Linked DNA regions of Callithrix jacchus: region 2 is linked to region 1. A link is a contact called in public Hi-C data. All regions are on one chromosome and are shown on one strand. Each heading gives the region's core, a stretch centred on a gene start, on an enhancer-like site or on the middle of the called end of the contact. The rest is flanking DNA. Distances are from core to core; before and after follow the strand shown. Region 1 overlaps SRCIN1 (SRC kinase signaling inhibitor 1). Region 2 holds the start of EPOP (elongin BC and polycomb repressive complex 2 associated protein).

What was found. A called contact is a pair of places that touch in the nucleus more often than the background predicts.
Region 2: a contact with region 1 is called in a Hi-C map of induced pluripotent stem cells, with 3 times the contacts expected there. The contact joins the promoter of EPOP here to the enhancer-like site in region 1. A contact is called at or near these places in 3 of 3 Hi-C or Micro-C datasets (induced pluripotent stem cells and skeletal muscle).

The regions. Positions count from the first base shown.
Region 1 is chr5:119,073,639-119,076,374 of calJac240_pri, reverse strand. SRCIN1 (SRC kinase signaling inhibitor 1) reads left to right here. Exons shown (of 19, transcript XM_078374305.1): 8 at 1-48; 9 at 288-331; 10 at 634-821; 11 at 2,295-2,470. Among named protein-coding and RNA genes, the nearest start is that of SRCIN1, 47 kb to the left of the region's middle. Within about 2 kb of position 1,299, at least 6 of the 16 cell types and tissues checked have an H3K27ac peak or open chromatin away from gene starts, as enhancers often do.
Region 2 is chr5:119,189,693-119,192,396 of calJac240_pri, reverse strand. It overlaps EPOP (elongin BC and polycomb repressive complex 2 associated protein), which reads left to right and starts at 1,341. Exons shown (of 1, transcript XM_008997472.4): 1 at 1,341-2,704. The coding sequence starts at 1,803.

The sequences.
Region 1 (2,736 bases), core at 50-2,549:
CCTGGTACAGAGCGCCTTACTCCGAGGCTCGGAGCCTGAGACCCCCAGGTGAGGCCCCTCTCCCAACACCACTGCCAGGGCCTGGGGGTGGAGCAGGAGGAAGGGGAAACCTGGGTCGGCTCTGCCAGTGTCTCACTAGGTGACCCTGGGTGAGTCCCTTCCCTTCTCTGGGACTCCATCTTGAGATCAGAGAGCTGGAGGAGATGACATCTAAGGTCCCACCCAGCTCTGAATGTCTGGGGCTGGCCTGGACCCCCTGATGCCTATCCTTTTTCCCTGTGCCACAGTGAGAAGATTGAAGGCTCCAATGGAGCAGCCACCCCCTCAGCAAGTGAGTGACCCTCCCCCTCCCCCATCCTTGTTCCCTCGGAGTTTGTTTTCTAATCTATAAAGTGGGGATTAACCAATAGCTACATTACTGGGCTTTCAATGAAGGCATGAGTGGTCACCTTAGCCCAAGAGGTCTTTGCCCGGGCACTTTCGTCCCCACCCTTAGGGCCTTGCGCAGGTAGTCAGAACCATGGACTTCTCTGACTATTGTGTGGGGTCGGAGAGTAGGGAGGACCTTGCTCCAGTCCTTCCCAGGCTTACAATTTCTTCATTTTCTCCCATCCTCGTGGTTATTCTCTGCAGCTTGCGGGTCAGGCGGCCGGAGTAGCGGGGCCACCCCGGTGTCCGGCCCGCCCCCACCCTCGGCCGGCAGCACCCCCGCAGGGCAGCCTACCGCCGTTAGCCGGCTGCAGATGCAGCTGCACCTGAGAGGCCTGCAGAACAGCGCCAGTGACCTGCGCGGCCAGCTCCAGCAGTTGCGCAAGCTCCAGGTACCGCCCCGTCCCGGGCCCCGCCCCACCAACGCTCACCTACTGGTCGAAGTTCCTTCCCACAAGTCCCGCCCCATCCCCTACTCCTTTATCCTTTCCCCAGAACTCCCACGCCCGAGTCCTTCGCCGCTCACTGGTCTCTCTCCGAACCCTTTCTCCCCTTCCCCTTTCTTGAGCTTCCGCCCCCTCGCTGAACCTCCGCTCCCCTCACCAAGCCCCTACCCCTCGCCCGTGTCCCCCTCATTGAGCCTTCCTTCCCCTTCCCTGAGTCCCCATAGAACTCCTGGAGCCCCAGTCACCCACTGAGCCCCCTCCCTCGTCAGTATCCCTCGGGGCAATTCCAGTTCCTTCCTGCCCTGCATCCCTTTCATGCAGCGAGAACCCTTCCCCCAAGTCCCCTCAGCTCCTCCCTCCTGATCCCTGACAGCCTCCCCCGCCCTGCCTGGCAGATGGTCCCACCTGTCAGGAGCTTGGCATTGCGGTGTCCGCTCCTCAAGCGGGCCCAGGGCCCGTCAGGTGAGGATAATGAGCAGAGACAGGCTGGGGAGGGGGGCAGAGAATTGCCATCTGGGCAACGGGTAAGATCTCGCCCACCACGCCATTCAGGCTTGTAATTCGGTTGGATCAATCGTTAACTTAGTCTTCCTGTCCCAGCCACGGAAACTCTATCAAACGCCAATGCTTGAGTCCTTCATTCCAGTCCCGTCCCCATTCAGGGATGATGGAAGCCACAGCCATGGGGCCCGCACTGTCGGCAGGGCCCTACGTAGGGCCACACCCTGTCCCGCAAATATCCCCACCCCCTTCTCCTGCCTCATATTCCCCAGAACTTAACCTTGCCCTCCCCCCGCTGTAATACCACCCCCTCACTGCTGCTTGAGGCCACAGCCATGCAGCTGCCCCTTTGCATGGCCCTTTTTTTTGAGACGGAGTTTCGCTCTTGTTACCCAGGCTGGAGTGCAATGGCGGGATCTCGGCTCACCGCAACCTCCGCCTCCTGGGTTCAGGCAATTCTCCTGCCTCAGCCTCCTGAGTAGCTGGGATTACAGGCACGCGCCATCATGCCCAGCTAATTTTTTTTGTATTTTTAGCAGAGACGGGGTTTCACCATGTTGACCAGGATGGTCTCGATCTCTTGACCTCGTGATCCACCCGCCTCGGCCTCCCAAAGTGCTGGGATTACAGGCGTGAGCCACCGCGCCCGGCCTGCATAGCCCATTTTAACGCTCCCCGCTCCACGATCTCCATCCGTTCTCCTCCTGCCTCTGTTCCTCCCCAGAACTTAGCCCTCTGCCCCTGCCCTTCGCCATCCCACCCCTTCGCTGCTGCCCGAGGCGGAGCCAAGCAGCCGCATCTTCTGCAGAGCCCTGCCCTGCAGCATTGGGCAGTCCTCTACCGGCCTTCTCCCGGCCCTTCCCCTGCCGCGCGCCTCCGCTCCCCCCACCCGGGTCCATCCGTCCGTGCGTCCCGCAGCTACAGAACCAGGAGTCGGTGCGCGCGCTGCTGAAGCGCACGGAGACAGAGCTGAGCATGCGCGTGTCGGAGGCTGCGCGGCGGCAGGAGGACCCGCTGCAGCGCCAGCGCACCCTGGTGGAGGAGGAGAGGCTGCGCTATCTCAACGACGAGGAGCTCATTACCCAGCAGCTCAAGTGAGGCTGGGCGGGCGGCGGAGGGAGGGGTGGGGGTGCGGCCGGAGTGACCCGCAACCTGATTTCCCTGGGAGGCGCAGCTCCCTTCCTTTTGAGTCACAGGTGACGTTGGTCTGTTCTGAAGCCTGATTTCATTCTCCTCTGGCCTGATTTATCTGTGACCCACAGACCTTTGACTGGCATTATTCCTGATTCCCTTTTTCTGGCTTGATGCCTGCTTTTGCTGTGGTCTTGCTTCATATTGATCCACACGCAAGCTTCCTGCG
Region 2 (2,704 bases), core at 92-2,591, 120 kb before region 1:
GTTGTCACTGCTAGAAGGGCCAGGAGGCAAGCTGCATCATTTTGTCCTCTTTCTGAAACCCTCTCTTGTCTTGGCCCCAGAAGAAATTTTTCTCTGTGGCTGCCCTCTGCCAGCATTTTTCCACACCTTTACCTCAAGTCATCAAACCAATCTCTAAATTTCCACAGATAGGAAACAGCAGTATTCCATTACCCTGATTTTTATCAAGAGAAATATCCCAGGGATTCATTAATTCACTCACTTGCTCATTCATTCATTCACACATATTGATTGAGCACCTATTACATCTTGGCCACTGATCTAGGCAGTGGGGATACACCAATGATCAAGACAAACTTCTCATCGGCTCATTTCCAGACTAATGGGAGAGACAGACACCAAAGAATAAGTCCATGTACCGACTTTTATGTAACAGTAAGCTATGCAGAAACTAAAGAAGCTTAAGGGAATAGACAGGTTGAGGGTGTGTGCAGCATTATCAGAATTTGTACTGGAAATTCACTTTTTCTTTATTTTCCTTGGGGGAGATGAGAGTCAGGGTCTGTGTGTGCCCGCCTCTGGCTTCTTCAATCTATTTGGCAGACAGATCAAGCCTCAGAGGACAGCATCCTGGGATTGGGGGTCAGGGGCTGCAGAGCCAGCCTCTCGGAATCTAGTTGAGGCGGAGTATTTAAATACTGCATCAGAGAAATGGAAACAGGTACTGAGACAGCCTATTTATCGGCTACCATGGGTGTAACAACACTGCCCCCCTCCCAAATTTATTTTTTTCTTTGTTCATCTTGCAAGTACTGAATTCCTAAGTACTTATACATTACAGCATTTTTTTGAGCCGACTGCGTGCCACGCACTGTTTTAGAGGCCCCGAGACAGAGGTAAGTAACATTCTTGCCTCGCTAGAGTCCCTGCTGCGCAAAGCTTGTAAACAGCCATCGCTTCTTTTCATCTTTGCCCTCAGCATTATTTTGGAGATCCATCTACGTTGATTCACACAGCTCTTTTAGCCCCAAGAGGGCAGATATGAACCGTCCCATTTTACAGATGCAAAACCGTGACTGCTCGGGAAAAAGAGAGTTGCTTTGGGACGAAGAAATACCAGGACGCCACCGGGCCACGTGCGGCGGCGCATCTGGCCCCTCGCGATCCCACCCGCGCACGCTCCCTCCCGCGCTCCCTCCCAGCCGCCGCCGCGCCGGGTCCACGTGTGTGTGTCTGTGTGCGGAATGGGGACGGGGGCGGCGCCGCCGTAGGGGTGGGGTCGGGGCTAACGTCACGGGCGGTGCGGCCCAATCAGCGTTGGGCTCGCGGCCCCGGCGCTGGTATTGGGGCAGCGAGGGGGCAGTTCTCTATAACGCGGTCTCCGGGAGCCAGCGGGGAAGAAAGAAGCCGAGCGGGCGGAAGGCGCCCTCCCCGCCGCCTGGGCCCGGGCACCGGGTACCGGGCCCGGGGCCCTTCCCGCCTCCCGGGGCTGCCGGCCGCTTTGTTTCCCCCGCCTTTGCGCTTCGGGCGACTGGAGAGGGGCTCCCCCCGGGGCTGCGAAAGGGACGCGGCGGCAGAAGGGCGGCCGACCGCACCGGGACTCGCAGGGACCCAGGAGTCCGGCCGCCGGGAGGGCCGCGTGACGAGAACGAAGAGGGAGCCCGAGCTCTGCGGTCCCGGGTGGCGGGCCGGGGGCGCCCGTGAGCAGAGACCTCCCCGTCGACGGGGGGCGATGTTCCCCTCGCCCGTGGGCTCTTCGGGCAGCCAGGGCATCCCGCCGCTGGGACCCGGACCCCCTCACTGGGCACCCCTCAGGCTGCTCCATGGAGACCCTGTGCCCCGCGTCCCGCCTGGCAGTGCCGGCGTCCCCGCGAGGGTCGCCCTGCTCCCCCACGCCCCGGAAGCCGCGTCGGGGAACCCAGGAATTCTCTCCGCTGTGCTTGCGTGCCCTCGCCTTCTGCGCCCTTGCCAAGCCCCGGACGTCCTCTCTGGGCCCGGGGCCTGGGGAACTGGCGGCGCGGCCCGCCGTGCTGCGGGGCCCTCACGCCCCTCTGCGCCCTGGCGGCTGGACCCCAGATGGCCTGAAGCACCTCGGGGCCCCGACCGGGCGGCCAGGCGATCTTAACATTGCGGCCGGCGAGGATGCGGACGTCGCAGCGTGTCCCCGCTGCGAAGAGGAGGAAGAGGGCGGAGGCGGTTTCCCGCACTTCGGCGTTCGCTCCTGTGCACCTCCGGGCCGCTGCCTGGCGCCCCCGCGCCCTCGGGAATTTCCGACCGGCTTCGCCTCGGCCCCGCCTCGCCCGGCTCCGGGTCTCGAACCTCAGCGTGGCTCAGCCGCCAGCCCGCCTCAGAAGCCTAGTTCCCGGCCTCCGTCGCCACCTGCGGGCCTCTCCACCGAGCCTACGGGTCCTGGGACGGCGCCGGGGCCGTTCCTGCCCTGCCAGCATGCAGAAGTCGATGGAAACCCCCCACCGGCTTCCCCCGAGGCTCCAGCCGCCAGCCCTTCGACGGCCAGCACGGCTCCGGCCGCACCCGCACATCTCCGCCAGGAACATTTCGATCGTCTGATCCGCCGGTCGAAACTTTGGTGTTACGCAAAGGGCTTCGCCTTGGACACTCCGAGTTTGCGCCGGGGGCCAGAGCGGCCGCCTGCGAAAGGGGCGGCCCGGGGAGCCGCCAAGAAACGCCGGCGGCCGGCGCCCCCTCCACGCACCGCGCAGCCCCG